Linked DNA regions of Mus musculus: all the other regions are linked to region 2. Evidence: chromatin contacts called from public Micro-C and promoter capture Hi-C data. All regions are on one chromosome and are shown on one strand. The core of a region is the stretch at or near the end of the contact, and the rest is flanking DNA. Distances in the headings are between cores, read along the strand shown.

Evidence for each region. A called contact is a pair of places that touch in the nucleus more often than the background predicts. Capture Hi-C pulls out chosen DNA fragments and counts their contacts.
Region 1: a contact with region 2 is called in a Micro-C map of embryonic stem cells, with 4 times the contacts expected there. The contact joins the promoter of Nek8 here to the promoter of Trp53i13 in region 2. A contact is called at or near these places in 2 of 39 promoter capture datasets (embryonic stem cells and neural stem cells), 8 of 484 Hi-C or Micro-C datasets (embryonic stem cells, myocytes and nephron progenitors), 5 of 115 datasets of contacts at active chromatin or transcription factors (embryonic stem cells, large pre-B cells, memory CD8 T cells and 1 more) and 2 of 9 other capture datasets (liver and pancreatic islet).
Region 3: a promoter capture Hi-C map of liver shows a contact between it and region 2, with 2.3 times the contacts expected there. The contact joins the promoter of Proca1 here to the promoter of Trp53i13 in region 2. A contact is called at or near these places in 1 of 39 promoter capture datasets (neural stem cells), 2 of 484 Hi-C or Micro-C datasets (myocytes and nephron progenitors), 3 of 115 datasets of contacts at active chromatin or transcription factors (embryonic stem cells, large pre-B cells and memory CD8 T cells) and 2 of 9 other capture datasets (liver and pancreatic islet).

Annotation. Positions count from the first base shown.
Region 1 is chr11:78,173,362-78,178,237 of GRCm38.p6, reverse strand. It overlaps Nek8 (NIMA (never in mitosis gene a)-related expressed kinase 8), which reads left to right and starts at 1,572. Exons shown (of 15, transcript NM_080849.3): 1 at 1,572-1,678. The coding sequence starts at 1,632. It also overlaps a transcript of Tlcd1 not described here.
Region 2 is chr11:77,510,149-77,514,772 of GRCm38.p6, reverse strand. It overlaps Trp53i13 (transformation related protein 53 inducible protein 13), which reads left to right and starts at 1,500. Exons shown (of 7, transcript NM_001024920.1): 1 at 1,500-1,613; 2 at 1,808-1,876; 3 at 2,079-2,120. The coding sequence starts at 1,542.
Region 3 is chr11:78,193,281-78,197,833 of GRCm38.p6, reverse strand. Proca1 (protein interacting with cyclin A1) reads right to left here and starts at 3,132. Exons shown (of 4, transcript NM_001368876.1): 1 at 2,880-3,132. The coding sequence starts at 2,961.

The DNA.
Region 1 (4,876 bases), core at 323-2,822, 660 kb before region 2:
CCTGCTTCTCCCGCGCCCCGCACGAGTGGTGCTTAGGAACTGTTGAGTCACCCACCATCACCACACTTCTCCCCATCGTTCTTGGGCTCCTGGAACACAGCGGTTGTCACAGTCCTCCCTCAGACAGTCCCAACCCTCTTCTGGCTCCTTGGAGGCTGGGGCGGGGAAGGCTGCCGATTTGCCCAGACAGCTGGGGTGACCCTCTCTCCAGGGCAGCGGCCTGGAGTAGATGCGGCTTCTGGCCACTAGGTGTCAGTCTGTCCTCACTGTGATGCGGGATCCAAGCCCGCCTCCACTCCAGAGAGTAAGGCAGTTGCTCTGCGGAGCGGGATCGGCAGACCAGGAGAAAAGGAGCAACCCAGAGGCGGTGCTGAATGAAGGGAGTGTGCCTTTGGGAGGTGGAAGTGGACAACGAGGGCAAAAAGTGGGGACTAGGAGAACGGTGTTTCAAGATGTTGAGGGGCAAAAGCCCAAGCTCAGACTCCCAGGCACCTATGCCTTTTGGGTATTTGCTGCCTTCCCTGATGGTTCCAGGGTTACACATTAACTCCCAGAGGTCCCCAGGGTCACTCAAGGCCCATTCGGTTACTAAGTGATAGCACGATGTAATGTTTTGTGTGAGCGTTTTACCCCAGCACTCCCTCTTTGCTTCCCCAGCCAACTCCGGCCTGAGCCAGTGACCACAGGTTCCCTCCACGTAGGCTAGTTTGGGGCGGGGCAGGGACAAAAAATAAACAACCCTTCTCTCGCCCACTGAGAAATAGGAACGTTGTTAGCTAAGGACCACCTCCTGAATACTGACATTTTATAACTCCCTTAGAGCTGCAGGCGTCATGAAGAAGTCAGGATTTCATTCATCCTGGTCGAAACCCTAGCAGCGATACCAACCAGCCCACTATTTCTGGACAGAAGCATAGAACCTTCTCTGGGTTTCCCCCTACCGCGACGCTATAAGTTTTGAGTAAAGCTCCGAGTCCCCCTACGGCAGCGTTTTGTGCGGATTCTGAGAAACCGAGAGCACTGTGCTCAGTAGTTGTTACAACCAAGAGACCACGTCATGTACTCTTCAGGTGAATCAGTTTGTCCAACTGGGGTTTTCCCGGTCCCTCCCTCGGCAAACACCAAATAACGCCGCTCCTCTCCCCACACAGACCGGCTCGGTTTTGGTGGTTTATACTTTACGTGCCAATCATGAGAATCCCTTTATCTTTCTGAGGTAGTGCCAACTCGTCCCGGACAGTGGGGACTGTATCGATCTTCGCATTCCACTCGCATTAGACCTCTGAAAGAACAATCTTGTTTTTTTGCCGGGCAACATAAGTGGGCGCCTTATCGCTCCAGTCTAACTACCTATGCCCAAGTCACGCGTGTGCGATGTGGCTGGTACGGTTCTGAGCACTGAGGGACTCGTCAAGAAACCCAGAACGACTATTCTCTGATCCCTCGTTGGGGAAACACGACTTAGCCTCTAGGTTGAGTTCAAAGTCAGAGAAAGACGCCGGACTCGACAGACGCCCCCGTTTCGCCGGCTCCGCCCTGCAAAAGTTTTACAGCAAGGAGGAGGAGCTCCCAGATGGGAGGGTCCGCGCACGCGCCGCACCGGGATTCCAGAAGCGTAACTGAGAAATGAGATGGAGAAGTACGAGCGGATCCGAGTGGTGGGAAGAGGTGCCTTCGGGTGAGCCAGGGCGCTGGGGAGGAAATGCTAAGGGAGAAATTAGGGCCCTAATTCTGACCAAGAAATCGTGGCCCTGTTGGCTCCGCCCCGAAGCCAGAGCACCACTATGGGATGCCCCGCCCAGGCATCCGGTCCTTAGGTTTAGGCGGGAGGCCCCGCCCACAGCCAAACCACGCCCTCCAGACCAGCCTGTGCCCTTGGAAGATAGTTTTTCCCTGTAGATTGGTTATTCTTTGCTTCAACTGATAATAAGCGTAAACTGCACAGGTCAGACTGCCCGGAGTTTACAGTTATGACCAAAACAGGCGAGGTACTTCCCCTTTACGAACATAGCCCATAGGTAGTTGATCCAAACAAACAAGATATTGTTAAAACAGTTAATGAAGTTTGAGCAGTTATCAACAGTAAGAGACCGTGCACCAGGTGGGGTGGTACACGCTTGTCATTTCAGTACTTGGGAGCAGATGTAGGAGCATTGCTGTGAATTCGAGGCCAACCTGGACTACATAGAGATTGTCTCCAAAAGAAAAGACAAGCAAGAGCTGAAGAGATGGTTAAGAGCACAGACTGCTCTCCAAAAGGTCCTGAGTTCAAATCTCAGCAACCACATGGTGGCTCACAACCATCTGTATAATGAGATCTGACGCCCTCTTCTGGTGTGTCTAAAAATAGCTACAATGTACTTAGATATAACAAATCTTTAAAAAAGAAAAGAAAAGCAGTTTTTTTTTTTTTTTTTTTTTTTTTTTTTTTTGGTTTTTCGAGACAGGGTTTCTCTGTATAGCCCTGGCTGTCCTGGAACTCACTCTGTAGACCAGGGTGGCCTCGAACTCAGAAATCCGCCTGCCTCTGCCTCCCGAGTGCTGGGATTAAAGGCGTGCGCCACCACGCCCGGCAGAAAAGCAGTTTTTATGGTATACTCTGGACAGGCCTGAACTACATAACTAGCTTAAAACCAGTCTAGGCAACTTAGTGCTACCCTTCTCAAATTTTAGAAAAAGAAAAGAGGGACTGAGGGTGAATATCAGTGGTAGAGCTCCTGCCTAGCGTACTTGGGTTTAATTTCTAAACCAAAAGGGAACTTAAGAAGTTCACCAAGGAAGGTAATATAGCCCACAGGAAGGTGATCCAACAAGCAAGACATTGTTAAAACAGTTAATGAAGTTTGAGCAGTTATCAACAGCAGGAACTTAAGGAGTCCAGATGAGGTGGAAGGTCAAGACTTGAAGAACTGAGCCTGGCTTGGTGGCACACACCTTTAATTCCAGCACTTGTGAGGCAGAGGCAGGCAAAAGTCTGAGTTTGAGGCCCGCCTGGTCTACAGAGCAAGTTCCAGGACAGCCAGGACTACACTGAGAAACTCTTGTTTTGACAAAACAACATCAGCAACATCAAAGCCAAACCAAAAGATCTGAAGAAATGAGGGCCAGGTAGAGTCCTTCTGGTAGATGAAGTAGCATTTGCAAAGACCCTCACATGGGAAAAATGTTATAGCAGTCAAGAAACTGAGAAAAAGACTCCTGTAGTTGGAATGTGGTGAGCAAGGTAAGGAATGTGGTTGTCATGGAGGGTGGGGACCAGATTATGATCTTGTAAACCAGAGAAAGAGGTTGAGTTGATTTAAAGTATAAAGGCGAGAGGGTTTTGTTCTTGTTTGTGCTAGCTATTGAATTCACGGTATCACAGAGCTACGCCACAAACCAGGGAAGAATTTGAAAGCTGAATGCGATATGGTGGTCCATGCCTGGAATCTCAGCAGGAATGGTGGAGGTAGAAGCTGGTGGATAGGGAGTTTAAGGTCTTTAGCTAAATGTGTATGCTTCAGAGCAAGTTCAAGGTCAGCCTGGCCTCTGTGAGAGTGACCCTGAAAACAAACAAAGCAAGGGAGTGAACTAACCTGACCCCTGTGTTTGAAGGACATTCTCAGGTTGGGGTGCAGCAATAGAGGGCCCTGGATTGGAGTGCCAGCTCAGACAAGGAAACAAAGCTGGGTGCCATTGTGGCTGCTATGTAGGGGTTAGATTTGGTGAAGGCAGAGAAGGACCATTTTAGAAGGCTCGGGGAGATTGTTAAAGCTTTATTTTTGTGCCCACTGGTGCTTTACTTAAATGTATGTCAGATTGAGAGTGTCAGAAGCCCTGGAACTGGAGTTACAGACAGTTGTGAGCCGTCACGTTGGTGCTGGGAATTGAGCCTAGAAGAGCAGCCAGTGCTCTAACCACTGAACCATGTCTCCAGCCCCCAGGGGATATTTTTAAAGTAAGATATTCTTGACATTGCCAGAGGCGACTAAATTATTGATAGCGCTGAAGTTTGAGGTCTTTGCACAGGCCTGTACTCAGAAAAGAATTTCAGAAGCCTGGACTCTCAGCTCTCAGAAAGCTGGGGTTAGGGAATTTAAGGCCAACCTGGGAACACTGAGTTTTCAAGGTTATCCCATGCTGTGTAGTGACACTCTATTTCAAAATCTTGAAACCAGGAGCTGGAAAGATGGTTCGGTGGTTAAAGCACTTGTTCTTGAAGGAGACAGAGTTCTATTCCAAGGATCCACACACACAGCAGTTCCAGGGGATTCAGTACCCTCCTCTGGCTTCCGTGGGCACAAACGTGTATGCAGGCCAAACATTTATGCATATAAAATAAATATTTTTAAAAGCTAAAACCCAAAACAAAGCAAACTGTTTATGAATGCATTGTACAGATTTATATATGAAGAAGGCATTTTTTTAAATGTGACCTAGTTTTACATAGGTCACAAGGAGGGTAAAATTCCCCCCCCCTTTTTGAATTATTTATTTGTTTAATTTATTTTATGAGTACACTATCACTGTCTTCAGACCCCAGAAAAGGCCATGAGATCCCATTACAGATGGTTGTGAGCCACCATGTGGTTGTTGGGAATTGAACTCAGGATCTCTGGAAGAGCAGTCGGTGCCCTTAACCACTGAGTCATCTCTCCAGCCCCAGTTTTCCCTTTTTAAAACATTTGTTTTTATTTTATGTGTCTGTGGAGGTCAGAAGAGAATGTTGGAGCCTCTGAAACTGGATCTGCCATGTGGGTGTGGGGAATCAAACCCAGGTCCTCTGGAAGAGCAGCCAGTGCTCTTAGCTACTGAGCCATCTCTCCAGGCCAAGATTTATATTTATTATTTTAATTTTGTATGTGAGTGAATGCCACTGTTGGAGGCCAGGAAAGGT
Region 2 (4,624 bases), core at 251-2,750:
GGGAGACCCTGGGTCACTGCACCCTCAGGATCCGCTATTGAGGAGTAGCAAAAAAGCAAGAAGGGAGCAAAGCGCTGATCCCTCGCTGGCTTCACTTTCCCCACTCGCTGCTGCCTTTGCAGCTAGAGACGTGTTATCTCTCTCTCCTTCGCCTGGCCCTGCCGCCCAGCCAGGACCAGCAACTGGGCGATAACTCAGTAGGGCTGGGACTCTGCACCTGGCCAGAGGCAGACTGAAGCATCTGACCCTGACCACGAGTTTGAGGGAGGTGGCTGTCGTTTCTCTGGAGGGCATCCGGGCACTAGCCGGTAGACACTTGTGGCCTTCCCAGCCCACCCCCAAGGACGCTTTCCAAGAGTTAGGCGTCTCCACTACTTATCAAGAAGGACTGTAGGAAAGGAAAGAGGCTCGAGTCTGGCCGAATATGTTGAGGGAGAGGATTAAGGGATGCTTAGCCCCGCGGTGGGGCTTTGGTAGAGAGAAGTGTGGTTCTTTAGGTCAGATCAACATCTGGTCATTTCTGCAGGGGTGGGTGAAATAAGTCCGGGCACATGGGAGAGGCCTGAAATAACTATTTTTTGATGTATTTCAAACCTAAAAAGATTTGTTTAGGGGTGTGTGTATGTGTGTGTGTCTAGGTCAGAGGACAATCTGTGGGAATCAGGTCCCTCCTTCAATCACTTAGGTCCACAGATTAAACTCTGGTCGTCAGGCTGGCGGCCAGCACCGTTTCCCACTGAGCCATCTCGCAGGCCTGTTTCAAACTTTTGATTGGGCGTCAATCCTTAGCTGGATTTCCTTTGCAGCGCTCCCTTGCAAGGGAGGCCGAGCTGAGCACTGTAGCTCCTCGGACCAGTGTTTCCTTGGGCAAAGGAGAGCGGGAATCAAGAAAGCTCTGGCTTCTTAAGGCTTCTGGGCCTAAGACCCTCCCAAAACAGCTCGGGGCTCAGTTCTTATTATTAGCGAGAGCAGGACTGGAGCAACGTGAAGGTGAAGCGCTAGAGCCGGGACCTTCTCTCTGGGACAGCTAGGATTTCATAATTCCGTGTTGAGCGGGTTTGCCAAAAGAGCACACAAGTCTCCACCTGGGTCACCCGGTCCTTAAGGATCTCACTTCCTGCCCTTTGCGGGGTTCCAAGATTCTACTCAGGCGATACAGTTGCGCTCTGATGGTCGCACAAACGCTCCGGGACGCATCTCGGCCGAGGGAGGTGGTTCCATGGGCTTGGAGACCAGGAGATCCTTGGCGACTAACTTTTCCGGCTTTGGGTTCAGGACGCGTGCGCCGGCCTGGAGGCGGGCAGGGGCGGGCCTGGCGGTAGGCGGGGCGGGGCGGGGGCGGGCCTGGCGGTAGGCGAGGCGGGGCGGGGCGGGGGCGGGCCTGGCGGTAGGGGGGGCGGGGCACGAGGCCGGGCGAGGAGGGAGCAAGGCAGTGCGCGAGCCGCGGTCTACGTGGGCGCGCGAGCGGCGCGGGGTCGCGGGCGCGCGCGAGCGAGTGGCGCTGCAGCTAGTTGGTTGGCGGGACTGCTGGCCCAGCTGAAATGGTTCATCCTCCTCCACCTCCGCCCCGGTTGCTTCTGGTAGCCCTGGTGGGGCTCCTGAGCCTTCGCGAGGTAAGGCGACCGGCTCCGGGTAAGGTCTTGGCCGGGGGAATCTCAAAGCGCTTTGCTTCAACTTTGTCCTGGAAAGAGTGGCGCGCGCGAGGGGATTCGGAGGCCCCTCCATCCGTCCGCGCCTCTACTCCTAGAACCGAAAGGGCGGGGCCCTCGCAGAGGCCAACGCCCAGCTCTTCGCCTTGGACCCACAGGTGGTGGCTGAGCCGGCGGAGGAGGCAGGAACCCCTTGTCCTGAAGGCCTGTGGCCTGTGCCTCCACAGGTAGGAACCCTGTAGGGCCGAGGACGAGAAGGGTTTGAACGGCCTCGCTGCACCCTCGGTGGTCGCCCGATTGGGACATCTGTGGTTTCTCCTGCCCTCAGTCTCCAGCGTCTTCATCTCAGCCCAGGGCTTGGGGCTGGTTGTCCCCTTCTTCACACCCAACACGAAGTCCCCAGCTGCTCTCTTCTTTTCTCATGTGTAGGTGTTACCAAGAGTGACTTACACACAGGTGAGCCAAGGACAGGTAAGTACAACCAGTAGCCCATCTTGGGAGCCTTCCCTGGAGGCAGACTGTGCCTCGCAGGTTACCTCTATCTATCTTGGCTCTCAGTCCATTCCTTACCACTTTGTGTAGAAAGAGGTGAGGCTTCCACTTGCCAGTCCCAGGGCAGATGGGTAGTGTGGGGTCAGGGGTTCTGTTGAGTAGCTAGATGCATGGCAAGTAACTCCAAGTTACTCTGAAGGTAGCAAAAACAACCTATATCCCAATGCTGGTGTGATTTGGATTCTCTTGTCTTTCTTGGCTCTGATTTTCTTCTGCAAGAGATGGCATTCTGTCCCTTCAGCTTTGAGAAGTGAGTGAATAGTGCTTGGATTGCAAAACACTATATCATGTTAGCAATGTGTGCTTTAATGTGTTGTAAACAGTTCAATTTTTAATGAATGCTCTTTTTAAAAATTGTTTATATTTATTTTATGGGTATGAATTTTGCCTGTGGGGTATTTTTTGTTGTTGTTGTTTTTAACTTTGGTTAGTTTTGGTTTTTTGATTTTTTTTTTTAAGATAGCACTTCTTCATGTAGCATTGACTGTCTTGGAACTCACTCTACATACACTACAGTAGACCTGGCTGGCCTTGAACTCACAGACATCCACTTGCCTTTGCCTCCAGAGTACTGGGATTAAAACCCTGTGCCACTGCCTGAGGCCTGTGTGTTTGTATATTCAGAAGAGATGGATCTGGAGATATAGGTTGTGAGCTGTCATTTGAGTACTGGGAACTGAGCCTCTGGAAGAGGAGCAAAAGCTCTTAACCACTGAGCTGTGTCTCCAGCCCTCCACCTCTCTCTGACACAGGGTCTCATGTAGCCCAAACTGGTTTCAACCTTCTTCTATAGCCAAGAATGGTCTTATTTATTTTATTTTATTTTTACTGTGTTCCTTTTTTTTTTTTTAAGATTTATTTATCATTATATGTAAGTACACTGTAGTGTATGTAAGACACTCCAGAAGAGGGTGTCAGATCTCATTACCACCATGTGGTTGCTGGGATTGAGCTCTTAACCGCTGAGCCATCTCTCCAGCCCCCTCCAAGAATGGCCTTAAAGCTCTGATCTTCCTGCCCGTTGAAGGGCTAGGATTACAGCAGGTACACCACCGGACGTGGCTGTCTCTTTGTTGCATGTAATCCTTCTGTTTAAGTTATTTCATTGTTCAGAATCCATCTGACTTTATGACTTATTTATTTTTAGTTATGTTTACAATCCACCTGTTATGGCTGATTTCCCCTGTCTGACTTAAGACTTGCATTATCTTCATCTGATTTCTTGATTCGTTTTTCTCCAGCATCACAGGCCCTCACCACACATGTGAATCCAGGCTCATTTCCTCTGAGATACCTACCTTCTTTTCTCTGGTTTCTTTTCTTTTCTTTTCTTTTCTTTTCTTTTTAAAGATTTACTTATTTATTATATGTAAGTACACTGTAGTTGTCTTCAGACACACCAGAAGAGGGTGTCAGATCTCATTACGGATGGTTGTGAGCCACCATGTGGTTGCTGGGATTTGAACTCGGGACCTTTGGAAGAGCAGTCAGTGCTCTTAACCGCTGAGCCATCTCACCAGCCCTCTGGTTTATTTTCTACTCCCAGCCTATCAGGATCTGAAACCCACAGCTTCACACCCTGGCCCAGCAGAAGTCACAGCATCCCTTTCCCTCATACTTTGTCTGCCTTTATCCCATCCTCTTACCGTTAACTGAGCTGTCTGGACATGGTGGCGTAGACTTTTATACTCTGAGCTACTCGGGAGGCTGAGGCAGGAGGCATAAATATGAACTCAAGGCCAGCCTGGACAATGTTGTGAGACTGACTAAAACTTAAGGGGGGAAAAGTGAAACGACAGTTGAGGATCGAGCTTGCTGGTAGAGTGTTTGTGTGGGTTCAGATCCCTAGAACTTCCACCTCCACTCCCCAGATCTCCCCAGCCCATCTCTCTTTCTCTCTTCTCTCTCTCTCACTCACTCACACACACACACACACACACACACACACACACACACACACACACCCCGGTTTGAGTTGTATCAGTTTTTTACTTCCCTGAATTTCTCTCCCCCTACTCCATGGCCGTTAGAGGTGGGCTCACCTAGCCTAAGCTAGCCTGGTATTTACTGTGTACCCTGGTCTGGCCTTGAACTTTCAATCTTTTGTTCCAAATGGCTGGGATCCCAGGTGTACATGATCACACCTAGCTTTCCTTGAGTCTCTTATACATTTCCTCAAGGCCTGGGAGTTCTCTTTTGGTGTCTTTTATAGCACCCAGCACAGGTCAACTCAGAATAATGTCCGACGAAATGCTCCTACCCTGGGATCGTGCAGTCAAGTGTGTCTGGACACTCCTGGGAGAGCGCGAGGATTAGATGGAGAAGTAGAAGACTTGGTCTTTATCTGAGGGCCAGGGCTGGGACTTGTAGAGCCATTGATGCATACACAGTCCGAGATACAGCGGAAGCCTCCTCATTCTCAC
Region 3 (4,553 bases), core at 1,883-4,382, 680 kb before region 2:
CCCTCCATTCTCTCTGACCTAGCTAGGATGCAGTCATAACTTCCTGCCTGATCTCTCTGGTCCTACCTTTCTTCACTCCTCTGTCTGGTTTCAGACCCAGGGACTAGGACCTGGGTGCATGTTTTACTTATCAAAGCAGACCTGGCCTCCAGGTTCTCCCAGCATCCCTCAGTCCCTACCTGGTTTACCCTGCCCTTGACCCAAAATTTTCCAGCCCAGGGGCTGGGCTGCCCTTTCCTCGGAGCCTCTTCCCTTTGTAGTCCAGACATTTTGATCTTCTCCTCCTCTTCCTCCTCCTTCTCTCCCGCCTCTTCCTTCCCCCCTGTCCTCCCCATGGCGCCTCCCCTGGCCTCAATCCTTAGGGCCTGTGAATTTGCCCAAGAGCAGCTTCCCAATAAACCTGCCTTTAATATAGTCTAATATGATTTAAACTGACTCATTTGACCAGTAGCAGAGAAATAACTTATCATTCATCATACAGTCAAGTTGAGTTTTATAGAATTCTAACTGCTCTCTACATCTTTTACTCCTGCCTGCCATGTGCCGGAAGTGACGTCATAGGCCACCAGGCCTTGCTTCCATCTGTTCTTCAGAATGAAGTGTGGACCTTTTCTCATGCCCTTAGGAGCCAGGACCTAGGCCCTTCCCTCACCGAGCGTTCTTGCCACCTCTCATGACCATCTGTCTCCCCTGCCTCTCTCTCTCTCTCCCATGTTTTATCTGCTCAACTCTGGGAAAATGCTGTTGCTCATAATGGCACACAGCTGTAATCCCAGAACTCGGTGTGCTGACACAGGGCTAGCTTGGGCTACACAGCAAGGCCTTGCAGCAGACTAACCCCAGTACTGTCCAAGTGGAATTGTGTGTTGTATGTGCCTATGGACCTGCTGCCATAGTTCTAGAACTGTGACATTCCTGCATTTACTTATATGCTCAGAGCCATGGAACTTGCTCAGTCATTGTTGGTTGACTGAGTGTATACATTCAATGTCCCTTGGAAATACATAAATGCCAGGTTCAAACCTGGGTACTGTGTTTTATCTTTTTATATATTTATTTTCGAGACTATCTCACAAAGCCATAGGCTGGCCTAGAATTCCTCATATAGCCCAAGGCTGGCCTTGAATTTATGGTAAATCCTGCCTTAGCCTCCCAAGTACAGGAATGACTGACATGAGCCATTCTGCTTACTTTATTTATTTTGACTGGGGCTGTTTTGGAGGAAGTGTCTAGGAGTCAGCTCCAGGGCCTCACACACGCTAAGCAAGCACTCTTACATGTAAGCTGGAAGCCCAGCTCCTAGCACTCCTGTGAGCTGTAATGGGGGAGATAATCTCCCAGGATATACACTTTCACAATGCTGGACCCTACGGTGGGCTTTTAAAGTATGACTTTGATTCTAAATTGTTTATTGAGGGACCCTGACCCAGAGTGACTAAGTAATTTGCTCAGGATGAAAGGTGACAGCAGAGGCAGAAAAGCTGGTCTTCTTGGCTCCCAAGCCAGTGTGCCTTGCTGGCTAAGGAGACACATATCCTAAGCTAAGTACCCTATGCCACAGCTCCAAGGCCAAGCCCTGAAACTAGATTCAGCTCCTGCCTTATCCAGTTGTCACCCCCAAAACATTTGCTTTTAATCCCCACCTTGCGGATTCCTCACTTCTGATTTCCTTTCTTTGATCTTGATGCAGGGCCTCCCCTGTGGCGCTCAAATCCTAAAGCTATTCCAGTAAAGGCCTGTGCCTAGGCCAGGCTCAAACTGCACTGGACTCCTTTCCTCCTGTCACTCTAGCAGGCTTTATGCAAGGCTGAAGCCTGTTTGCCTTCCACTAATACTCCTAATAGATGTTGACAACATCAGCTGTTTGGGAGGGAAAACAGGAAGGATCAACGAGAAGTGGGATTTGGAGAGATAGTCTGCCTCTTTGTCCAAAGAGGACAGAGGGGAGCGGTGATCAAGGCAGTCGGTCCAGAGCTCCTGTGGCAGAATGAAGATGGTAATAGCTTGAAAGGAAGAGAAAAGCATGTGGTCTCTTCGTTGGGACAGGTAGCAGGGACCTAACTCAAAATGCACATTTATTTGTAGAGGATCCTCCTTATCCTGCAAAACCCCTCCCTTCCTTTGAGGCCCAGAGGACAGGCACTAGAGCAGCCAAAAGAATGTGTGTGGAGGGACAAAAAAAAAAAAAAAAAAGCCGGTCAGTGGTGGCGCATGCCTTTAGTCCCAGCACTTGGGAGGCAGAGGCAGGGGGGATTTCTGAGTTCAAGGCCAGCCTGGTCTACAGAGTGAGTTCCAGGACAGCCAAGACTATACAGAGAAACCATGTCCCGAAAAAAAACGAAAAAACAAAACAAAACAAAACAAAAGGTGTGTGGAGGGAAGAAAGAAAGAAAAAGGAAGAGAGAGCGAGAGCGAGAGAGCGCGAGAGAGCGAGCGAGAGAGCGAGAGAGCGAGAGAGCGAGAGAGCGAGAGAGAGAGAGAGAGAGAGAAAGAGAGCGAGCGAGAGAGCGAGAGAGCGAGAGCGAGAGAGAGAGAGAGAGAGAGAGAGAGAGAGAGAGGAGAGTGCAAGAGAGGCCAGTGAGCCCTGTTCTGGGAAATGTCTCCTAGCTAGGCACTTGGAGGTGATTATGATGTCACTTGTGGAATACTCAGACGCTTTCCCACCCTCAAGGTCAATGGAACTGGCCGCCCAGCCCTGGAGCCCAGATGAGCATTGGGCCAAGGGTTCTACCGAACCCTAGCGCCTTTGGGGCGGTAGCCCAGGCCAGAGGTTGCAGCCTAATGCTCAAGAGCTGAGCCTGGGTCGGGAGGAAGCCAAGTCAAGCAAACTTCCAGAGCCACGCCCAGCCACGCCCCCATCCTTCTGCCCCGCCCCTTACCAGTTCTCTCGGTTCTCTCAATTTTGCGGCCAGACCTTTCCTCAGTCCATCTTTTAACCGTTATTGTCGTCCTGACCCACATCGCTGTCAGCCCAGTTCTTCCACAGGACCCTACCTCGCAGAGTTCAACGTTGAACCTCAGCTTGGTCGAGCCCTCGGCCCAGCTGTAAGCTCCAGTCCAGCCCCTAGCTCCGCCTCATGCTTGCCCAACCCCCCGCCCGCCTCCCCCCCTCAGGTCTTCCAGCCCGGGTCTAAGCGTCAGTCGGGTTCTTCATCCGGGATCTCCAGCTCCTTCCAGTCCCTTCGTCACACCCTTAACGCCAGTACGGGCTTTTACCTTTACCTTACAGACCCAGCACTCAGTCCCATACTTAGCACCTTGCTGGTCCCTGCTTCTAGAAAACTCTAGCCCAGAGCCCCGCCCACAACAGTTGCTGGCCCCGCCCCTTCCAAATTCAAGCTCTAGCACCAGGACCGCCACGCCTTCTGGAGGTTAGCCAGGGACCAATCTTCATGAACGTATGTCCTTGCAGGTATCCTGGCTTTGCGTCTCCTTGGTGACAAGTCCCTCCTCCACTGTGTATAGTACACCCTAAAGCCCCCTAACCCCGGATCGCCAGACCCATCCCCCTCAGATCTACCCTTCAGATTTCCTCCCAATCCCTAGGCCCCACAGTGCCCTATTTTCCTGTTGAGAAAGTAAGGTGACTTACATTCGTGGTAACTCCATCCCAGTAGGAAACCTTCACGTTGCTCAAACACAGCGTCCACACTTCACTCGTATATCACACACGATGACGCCAAAAGTCTACACAGATCTAACATAAGAAGTACATGTGTGCGGGGTGGTGGTGGCGCACGCCTTTAATCCCAGCAACTCGGGAGGCAGAGGCAGGCTGATTTCTGAGTTCGAGGCCAGCCTGGTCTACAGAGAGAGTTCCAGGACAGCCAGGGCTACACAGAGAAACCCAGTCTCGAAAAACAAAAACAAAACAAAACAAAAAAGTATATGTGCAACTGTCCTATACATGCACCTCATGGGACTACACATTCGGGCAGGCCCCTGGGAGAACTGAGTATTGAGGTGACTTCTCACATGCACACTGGGTTAACCAACTCTGTACAAGACGATGTGAATGAATGAGAGCTGCTTCACAGATATCCCTCACGTCACATCTCTCAGTTTACCTCCAATCAGCTTCCAAAGCCAGAATAGGTGTACCTCAAAAAGCAGAGGATAGGCTGGCCATGGTGATGTTTGCCTTTAATCCACACACTTGCAGGTAGATCTCTGAGTTCGAGGCCAGCTTGATTTTCATCGTGAGCTCCAGGAGAGCCAAGATCAGGACTCAAAAAAAAAAAAGAGGGGGGGGGGTAGGGGAGAAAGCCGGATGTGGTGGCATGGGCCTGTGTGCCTTTGTTGGGAGGCAGAGGCAGGCAGATCTCTGAGTTTCAGGTCACCTGGGGCTGACCATGAAACCCTGTTTCAAAAATAAATAAATATAACCCCCTAGTAGTAAGGGTGGATTACTTCCTTAGAGTTGCTGGTCAGGGAAGCCTCTAGAACAATAGGGCTATTTACCACTGCTGTCAGCAACATTCCAAAACTGAATGGTAAGACCCTGTTGTTAATGATGTCATATGTGTTGGTTACAGGACTTGGGACTGAGCCAG